2 separate regions of the Mus musculus genome follow, and region 1 is linked to region 2. The links are chromatin contacts, called in public Micro-C maps. All regions are on one chromosome and are shown on one strand. The core of a region is the stretch at or near the end of the contact, and the rest is flanking DNA. Distances in the headings are between cores, read along the strand shown. Region 1 holds the start of Slc29a3 (solute carrier family 29 (nucleoside transporters), member 3). Region 2 overlaps Cdh23 (cadherin 23 (otocadherin)).

Evidence for each region. A called contact is a pair of places that touch in the nucleus more often than the background predicts.
Region 1: a Micro-C map of trophoblast stem cells shows a contact between it and region 2, with 12 times the contacts expected there. The contact joins the promoter of Slc29a3 here to the enhancer-like site in region 2. A contact is called at or near these places in 23 of 39 promoter capture datasets (the 3T3-L1 cell line, 3T3-L1-derived adipocytes, the C10 cell line and 12 more), 5 of 15 datasets of contacts at CTCF or cohesin (embryonic stem cells, large pre-B cells and pro-B cells), 117 of 484 Hi-C or Micro-C datasets (the 63-12 cell line, 8-cell embryo, B cells and 49 more), 17 of 115 datasets of contacts at active chromatin or transcription factors (the SCID.adh cell line, bone marrow-derived dendritic cells, bone marrow-derived macrophages and 4 more) and 1 of 9 other capture datasets (embryonic stem cells).

What each region holds. Positions count from the first base shown.
Region 1 is chr10:60,750,699-60,755,361 of GRCm38.p6, reverse strand. Slc29a3 (solute carrier family 29 (nucleoside transporters), member 3) reads left to right here and starts at 2,580. Exons shown (of 6, transcript NM_023596.3): 1 at 2,580-2,628. The coding sequence starts at 2,628.
Region 2 is chr10:60,622,901-60,627,520 of GRCm38.p6, reverse strand. All of the region lies in intron 4 of Cdh23 (cadherin 23 (otocadherin)), which reads left to right. Among named protein-coding and RNA genes, the nearest start is that of Gm51803, 62 kb to the left of the region's middle. Within about 2 kb of position 2,415, at least 23 of the 459 cell types and tissues checked have an H3K27ac peak or open chromatin away from gene starts, as enhancers often do. A contact at or near this core is called in the 63-12 cell line, olfactory sensory neurons and trophoblast stem cells, where this site is marked.

The DNA.
Region 1 (4,663 bases), core at 1,331-3,830, 130 kb before region 2:
TGTCGTGTGTTGCAGGATACTTGATCACACTGTGAACCCCGAGATTGTGTGGTTTACTGGAAAAATCTGTTTCTAGTTGTGGTGTGACTCAGCCTTAGTACACACCTTTAATCCCTCTGGCTGGAATGCAGACATGCCCTTAGTACACACCTTTAATCCCTCTGGCTGGAATGCAGACATGCCCTTAGTACACACCTTTAATCCAAAACAATGAAGGTAAAGTTAGTTTGGAGAAGGTAGCACCCATGTTTGAAAGTGATATCTTATTGAGTGGCAGACAAAGTGATGAATCAGAGAAAGATTTGACAGAATAGGATCTGCCCAACTCTCACAAGAACAGAGAGAAAAGAGAGGCTACTTAAGAGAGAGCAATGCAGAGAGGAAGAGGGGAGGAAGACAGTCCTTACTGGGACAGTTGTCCAGAGACAGGTTGCAGAGGGAAAACAAGCCAGACACAGGTGAAGACAGAAGGAACCAGAGAATGAGAGGGAGCCCAAGGACCAGAACAGATTGCTGAAGTTAGTATGAGCCTGAGCAGAGCAATTCAGGAGAAGCCTAGAAAAGCCAGATTGAGTCAGTCAGTGTAGAGAGGACTTTGAGCCAGAATAGCTGAGTTGAACCAGACAGCCAGAACTCAGAAAAAAAAACTAGGAAAGGGTGAGCTTGAAATTCAGCAGTCTCAGAGGCTGTAAACATTCTAGGCCTAGGTAAGATTGTACAGAGGCTAGAAGCTTCCAAGACTAGGCCTAGGTTAGCAGACAGAGGCAGTAAACCTCTGAGACAACAATTACATTAGGCCAATGAAAGGTACTTTTATAGCTATGCCTTGTAGGTGGCCCTGGCTTGTATTAAAGCAAACCAGAGGGCAACTTTACTCCACGGCTTCTGTCTCAGTTCCTGCCTCCAGGAGTTCCCTAACTCCTGAGTTTCTACCACCGAGAGATCAAGTCCTGTAAGCCTCAGTTTCTTCCTGGTGTCTGCTTTAATTCTTGCTTCCAGCTTCCTATCTTCAGTTTTGGCTCCGATTCCCCTCAGTGGAGTTCTAAGATGAAATTAACCCTTTCCGTCCCAAGTCAGTTTTACTCCGGGGTTTTATCACAGCAAAGGACACAGGGAGACAAGGAGAACCGCCCAGGCTACCTTCTTGTTTGCTGTGCTTTTTCTGATCCTGAGGTAACCTTTGCCTCCTCTGTGCCCTGTAGGGAGTGTGCCCACGGCTTGGAGCATGCTAGCTTCTGCTCTCCCACAGAGCCGAATTCCAGACCTCACGTGTTCCCCTTGCAGTTGAGGCTGGTATTTAGGCCATGTTTTGAGATTTACTCATTTCTCTGAGCCTCACCCACGTGTGTATGTGGGTATGCATGTCTGATGTGTGTGCATATGTACATGTGTGCATGGGTGCATGTATACATATATGTGAGTGTGTCTAAAAGTGTGCATGTGTATGTGTGTGAGTGGGCAAGTGTGTGTGTGTCTGTGTTACACATTATTAAAAGCCTGTTGTTTTTCTTCTGTGTTTGATATTAGGGATCCTTTGCCAACTAGGAACCATGATGGGTAGAGAAAATTCTATTTTTTCCCCCTTCACACTTATGAAAAGAAGCCTACTAAGCTTTGGCATCAGTAAGTCCCCAGCTGGTCTCTGGGACTGGCCCACACCAGCCTTGCTTGTGCCCACGTTTTCTCTGGTCTAGCGCAGGACATCAGCCAACTCCTACTCTGCCTCTTTCTTTTCCCCTCCTGTCCTTACCTCCTCTCCTCAGGTGATCTGTAAGGACAGCGCAGGCATGTATACTCCAACCCTAACGCCGCCAGGGTCTCAAGTAACCTGGGCTGACCACTATGTAGCTAAGGTGAGCCTAAACCCCAGAGCCTCCCAAGTGCGGGTGGTAGGTGACACCTACACGTCCCCTGCAGGGCAGCGGAGGAAGTCACCCCCCAGTGGTAAGGGATTGGGTAGAAAGGAAGCCCAAACTTCTGCCACTCTTGGGTGTTTCCTTAGGTTCCCCACTTTTCTCTCTCTCTCTCAAAAAGAAAACAAAAACAAAGCACATCGGTTCCGTAACCCCCACTCTGCACTCGGAGCTGTACAGGAGCCATCTTCAGCTCTCTCCTGAACTTTGATCTCAGAGTCTCCCAAAAGTTTCTCTTCTGCAGATGTGGCATCTGGATTGCCCCTCCAACACAAATCTGCTCACTCTGGCCTCGCTCACTGCCACCAAATAGCTTCAAGCTCTCTCTGCGGCTCTCCACCTAGGCTGGGAGGCCAAGTTCATCTTGCTGGTACATCCTGCTCTGGAAGTATTGAGGGGGAGCAGGGGGCTGTGGGGCACCCTAGGGAATGAGGCGGTGGATACCAATAGGGAGTCAGGCAGGACCTGTTCCAAAGCCACACTTTTTTCACTTTGCAATTGGACGCCTGCAGTTACTGCCGTAGGCCAGGAAGAGGCGCGCGTGGGGGCGGGGCCAGAGGGAGGAGTCGGCAAACCCGGAAGCGCTGAACGGGGCGTGGTGAGCTGAGAAAAGGAGGGCGGGGCTGGGAGGACAAGGGCGGAGCCCGGCCTGGCTGAGCTCTGGTCACAGTGGCCCAGCGCCTTGGACCTGGTGGAGGTAGCAGCGGCAGCGACAGTAAGTGCGGGTGCAGCGGCCCCCATGCTTGGCTGGGTCTTCCCTTCCCGAGGCTGAGCCTGGCCTCTCCTCCACACTCTTCTCTGGTCCCGCGTGTGGGGACAGGTCGGCCCGAAAGATCCAGAAGGCTTTGCGGGTCCGGATCGGATGCCACAGCTGCCTCTGCAGCGAGGACTTGTCTTAGCCTACTGCCAGGCTCGCTCTTGGACCCCAGCCTGTGTCCACAGGAGCCATCGTGGCACACGGGCTGGCCAGACATGTTCTCAGTCCCCAGACTCCTACCCTTTCCAGCTCTGACTGGTCCTTACCCCAGGACCCCAGTCAGAGGCAGGGACAGCTTGGCCCCGGGAGGTTCTCCGCCTCCTCTCCTTTCTTTGTCTTTCTCTATTCATCCAAAGCCACAGCTACCTTTTATAAAGAGTAATAAGGCGTTGCTCAGTCCACTGCACCGCCCGTGACCTGGTTAGAGAAGATCCCTGGCAACTTCAGATGCTTGGTCAAGGCTGAGTAGTCCTTGATGAATAGACACAGTAGCTGAGAAGGGACTTCAGACCTGTGTGGGTCTGGGTGACCCACACTGAGCCGCTGAGCCGTGCGCCCACCCTCCTAGCCTGAACTTCTGGAAATGGAACAGGTCCTTGCCAGTTCTCTGATGCTTCATGATTATCTTTCACACTAAAAAAGAAAATACGTGTACATATGTGTGCCTTTGTGTGGGTATGTGCAGTTCTTTCAGGTGCCCACAAAAGCTACAGGAGGGCATAGAATTCCCTGGAACAGGAGTTAAAAGTAGCTGAGCTACTTGACTAGGGTGCTGGGAACTGAACACGGGTCATTTGAAAGAACAGCAAGCGCTCTTCACTGCTGAAACATTTCTCTAGATTCTGTTTATATTTAAAAAACAAACAATAATTTAAAGCACGTTTGCATGGATGGCCCTGTCTAGGTCCTTGCATGGTCCTCTTTGGTCTTTGTGTGAATTAAGGCTGTAGAGGGGTCTGCTCAGCTTGCTAGGACACTGTAGAACCTCTGGCCTGCCTGAGCCAGGGCTCCGCTGCAATAGTCAGGGATCTGTTTATCCAGCAGTGCTGATGAGGGGCATTCCCCTTGTTTGTCTCTGCTCATAGCTTCTTGCTGCAGGAAGCCTTCAAGAGGGAGGGCTATGGGGACTTGGAACCAGCAGATGGAGTCACATTCCCAGATTATCCCTGGGGGTTGGGGGAGGGAGATGAGGTTAGGGAAACCCCCCCCCCCCCCCAGGGCATCCAGACAGCGTGACTGTATCATCCATGCCCCTGTGACCTAGGCAAGTGGCTTGAACTTTCTGAGCCTCATATTCCTCCGGACCTAATACCCGGCTGTCATGGCTCACTCACTGGGTGTCGCTGGCACTCTGAAGTCCTGGAGTGGTTTCTTTGTGAAATAGGGTCTCACTTAGTCCAGGTTAGCCCTTAAACTCGATATGTAGCAGGGCTGACCTTGAATCCTGATCTTCCTGCCTTCACCTCCAGAGTGTTACTGGGTTGTAGATGTATGTGCACAGCCTGGCCTAACTTGATTGAACAGCAAGCACACATTGTTCAAATTCAAAAGGCATAAAAAAAAAAAGACTTAACAAGGATGCTCCCTCCCTGTCCCAGTCTCCCTTGAAAACACCCACTGTTGGAAGACCTCTGTGTACCTTCCAAGGTATGCTTGTTCCCACCCAGGTTCCAATTTCTATGTAAATGCATTTAGCCCAGGCTTGTCCTTCTGCACTGCTTGCCTTAGTCTACACCTGCAATGGTGTTCACACTGCCTAATGTGTTGGCTGTGTTGCCCTTACATAGTTGGAATGACCTTGGAAGTCACTACAGTTATCATAGCCTGTTCTTCTAGTTTGATTTTTGTTTTTCTTCTTGCTCCCAAGACTGGAAGCTCTCCAGCCAGGCTTTGGGGACAGGGTAGACCCAGCATGGACGAGAGATGTCTTCTAGGATGCATCAGTCCCCAGCCTCCATGCTCGCTCGCTCATTCACCTGCTCTGTGTCTCTCT
Region 2 (4,620 bases), core at 1,166-3,665:
CTAGGTACTGCTGAGCAGCAGGCATGTGCTGATAGCAAACACAGGGGCTTTGACACAGCCCCCTTATGGTCCTCCTTCTTCTTAATGAAGCTTTAGTGGCTCCCACTGGCCATACCTCCTTTCCAAGCTCCTTAGCCACTAGCTCAGCCTAACTAGGATCAGACCATGGCCCTTGGAGGTGTGTCTGGGCAGCCCATGTGGATGTTTGGTTCCCCTAAAAAGAGATATGGTCCTGTTCTTTCTCAGGGTACCCAGTCAGAGTGTTGCCCCAAGTTGATCTGGCCGTTTACCTTGTCCCTCCCTGGTGCCTTTTCCAAGTCCTCCCTGGCCACAGACCTCTGTAACAATGCTCCTCTGTAGCACACCCTCTCAGGGTTGATGGTAGCTTTCACTTTCTTTACTGGACTACTGGGTCTGACAACATCAGACCTGAGCAGACAGCTTTTCCCAGTGCACCCTTGTTACCCATAGTTCCCCAGTCAGACCCACCACCCATGGTGCTGATGCTCAAGAGAATCTTATTTATTTATTTAATGTGGGTCCGAGGGAGATTGCATGTAAATTTTCTGTTGCATGTAAATTTTAAAAAACACGTTTCCGTCTCAGCCTGGTACCTCAGCCCTTGCTCCTGGCTTAGCTCTGACATCAGCTGTCGGAAGTCCCACTCCCGACTTGTCCGTTCCTCCCAGCTTAGCTCTGACAACAGCTATCAACGACCCGACTTCTCCCTCTGTCTTCCCACCTTTGATCCTCAGATGAAAATACTTAGACAACTTTATTATTTTAGAATTTGTCAGGTAACACAGTTGCTGGGCGCAGAATCTCCTGCCCTAACCTTATCGGCTATCAGCTAGCTCCCGCCAACCTCCTGTGCCCTAGGTGCCCCAAGGCCTTGCATGACTGCTGCTTTCTTCTCCTTCCAATATATGGCTACAAAAGCCTCTTTCCCCCCAAAACACACACAGATACAGACACAGACACAGACACAGACACAGACACAGACACAGACACAGACACACACACACACACACACACACACACACACACACACACAAAGCTTTCCTGCTTCTCTTTTTCCTTCTCCTGGGACCCAGAAGTCCCACCTGTCCAACAATTGGCTCCAGGCTCTCTTTATTGACACAATCAAGAACTAATTAGGGAATCAGCACCTCCCCCTGCAGGAAGCTACAGTAACCTCTTGTTCCGCAAGAGCCCCAAGCCTGGCTTTTACTCCAGCCCCTCAGATCTTCCCCTTCCCTCTGCTACCGTCTAACTTTACTCCCACTCAAGTTAAAACAATGTTTCTACTGTGACATTATTGAAACAAAGTAAGCCGTGAGTTAGAGATATGACAAATACATTTTGACACTCACATATATGTCCTTGAAGCCACCGCCACAATCAAGACAGTGAACTTATCTGTCACTCGTAGTGTGTCTCCTGTTCCTTTGTCTCCTTCCTCCCCAACCAGATGACCCCTGGACAACTCCAATACCATGGGTTGACTTGTTTGTCCAGAAGTTTAGTAAGTGGAGGGCTATTTCTGGCTCTCAATTTGCATAATTGAATAATCATTTCAGTCCCACTGTTTGGTAAGTCAACAAACAGTTCATCTCCACTGGGGTGCTAGGTACCCCACGTGGAGCCTCATGCTCACAGGGCAGACACCTTACTGAGCCATCTCCCTAGCCCTGGTTTTCTTTTCTTCGCCCCCCCCCCTCCTCCTTTACCTCTTTCTCCTCTCCTCCTCTTCTTTTTCTTTGAGACAAGATCTCATGTAGCCTGGCTTGTAGCCCAACCTGGCCTTGAACTTGCTGTGTGATTAAGACTGACTTGGAAGTCTTGGTCTTCCTACCTTGACCTCATGAATACTGGGATTGTTGTTGTGTGCCAGCATGCCCAGTGATGTTTAGATTTCTCCCAATTTGGGGCTCCTCCGAATAAAGCCACCATGAACATCTATGTAATCTGTGCACACAAGCCCTTGAGTTGGGGACATCAAGGGAGCAATCTGCAGGCTGACAGTAAATGGCAGGGGTCGGGGGCAGAACTCTCTGTGCTCTGTGCCTGGCCCCTTTATCTATTAAGCCCGCTGAGTGGTAAAAGCTGAATGGCCCCAGGTGGTGGAATAATAGCGTCTTTAATTGTTCTCCGAATGAGATTAACTTCTTATCTGACAGTTTGACATCTTTAGTGTTATTAATGCCCAAATAATGCATTGTTATTTTTATAAACTCCATGGTGGCAAACATATTTCCCTTCATTTGAATTAAAAATAGATATATGTGTTACCTCTCATTACCCCAGGCTGGGTCCCTGGCTAGGGAAATGTGGACTGGGTAAAGAGAAGCCACATCCGCCTGTCACCTCCCAAGTGGCCTAAGGGGCTGGGCCCAGGAGCTAGTCACTTGGTAACTGCACATCTGAGACCTCTGGTGAGCCGTGAGCTATGAGATCCAGGTTATCTATGCCCCCTGGGATGATGTGTCACTTCCGGCTGTTCTAGGTGCTCCTGACCCTGAACATTGTTCTAGAGCAGTGGGAAAGCTTGTCCTGGGTAGTTTGCAGAAGGATGCTTGTCTTATTGTTTTTCCTCTTTTATCCTTTCTTTTCTCTCCGCCCCCCCCCCCTCCTCTTGGACTGTGGGTTCTACCTCCAGGTGACCCATGCTAACGGAGGACTGGGGGAGAGCGGGGCTGTACTAAGGTCATAGAGCCCAGGTTCTGTGTTAGAATACTCAGCTGCAGATCCAGATATCTCAGCACAAGTTATGCATTTATTCTGAGCCTCAGCTTCTCTGAAGTGGAGAGTAATGTCTGCCTTTCCACAAGTCAATGTAAACACAGTGGCTGCTGCCCGGGGCTCAGCAGAGCCCAAACGACATCATCAGCGGTAATTATTCTAGTGCCACCTGCTCAAACGCTCCGGTGGGGGTGGGGCCCTGTGGAATGACTGCTGAAGCCGGGGTCAGGAAGCTCCAGGAGGGAGGACTACCTACCCTCTTCCCCTGCTGCCAGGCCCCTTGGCACCTCCACTTACCCCAGCGTTAGCCAGGCTGTCAAGGTCGATAATGCCTCTGCCTTGGAAATCTGGCGCCGACGTCTTTATCAAAGCCAATATTAATTTTCACTAATTAGGAGCCGCCACTAATGAGTGTCACAGCTAATTTAGCTCATCTGTAACCCAGGAACAGCACCGTTCTTGGGCCAGGCTTTCTGAGTCCTGGATGCTGGTGCCCATCACTTCCCTGCTTCCTGGCCGCTGTGCAGGAGCCACCAGCTGCCAGTGTTGCTGTTCCTTTGAGCTGCATTGGCTGGCTGGCCCTGTGGAGGGTCTGTTGGCCTCTGCTTCCAGGAAGTGTTTGTACCCCGGGGAGGGGTCAGTGTATGTCTCAGCAGTCCTGAAAGCGGGTTCTGAGGTCCCTTTGAGAATTCCATCTTATTAGGACCATACACCTGCAGAGACGCTGGCTGCATCTGGTACCTTCTTTGCTTCCGTGAGGAAGCCTTCAGAGCTTTTTCCCTCCTAGAGTCTTGGGTCACTGGACACATGCTTGGAGCTAATCAGAGACTGGTACAAGTAAGGGCCTGGGTTCTGGAAGCTTAGATCCATTAGGGCTGTGCCTTGGTTTCCTGGAGAAAGTAGTATAATGTCTTGGGGGAAATCATGCCAGCAAAACAAGGTGTGTGTCGGCGCTCCCATTCCTGCTGTGACTGGATGGTCTTCATTGCTAGGCTTGCTCTATAGATGCTATCCCTTTGAGGGAACTGACCTGCAAACTCTCCTCTCAGTTTCTCTGCAGAGGACTTTGCTGACAGAGTCAAGCACCCTGGCTGTTTCCCTGGCTGCAGACAGAGATCTTCCTCCCCCAGCCCCCCACCGACACCCCCCCCCCCCCAGCTCCTTTCTCCCAAGATCCTAGGAGATTCTGGATAAATAGTGGGTAAACAGGTGGGCCTCTGCCCTTTACACTAGGGACGAACATGAAGACCTCTTCTCCCCAGGCCCTTGGGGCCATTACCAGTTCCCAGCTTGGGCTGGGATGTGGTCCTGTTCTGAACCCTGGCTCAGGCCATTTTGTTGGGCTGACATTGCTCCTTCCTTCTCTGTTACTTCCAGTTGACACAGAGCAGCCTTGACCGGGGAAGTCAGCCCTCGAACACTCCAGCCCCCTGTGGTAAACAGGGTCTCCTCCCCTCTGGCCTTGTAGGCGTCTGCATACTACTGAGGAACCAAAGGAAGGCCACATTGGGAGGGAATTCTATGTGTGGGAGGACTTCTGTCCCCACTCTCAGTTCTTACAGTACAGCTCAAGCCCTAGTCTCAGGGAGGGAGGGCTGGGGAGGGGAGGACGTCTTTTTTTGCACTTATCACCTCCAAAAAGCGACCTTCAGGCCGAGCCAAGTTTGGGGGAAGTGCCTTCAGGCGTGACAGATTTGACTATAAATCTTCTGCATTAATGCCCGGTTCCCAAGGTCTGTCATTCTGTATGTCACGTGACAAGTACAAACTGTGCAGGGCCCATCAGTCACCACTGGGTCCCCACCCCCGTTGGCTTTGTCTGAGGCCGTGGCAGGCTCGGGACAGGCTGTGAAGAAAAAGGGTCGGGCAAACCTGCTG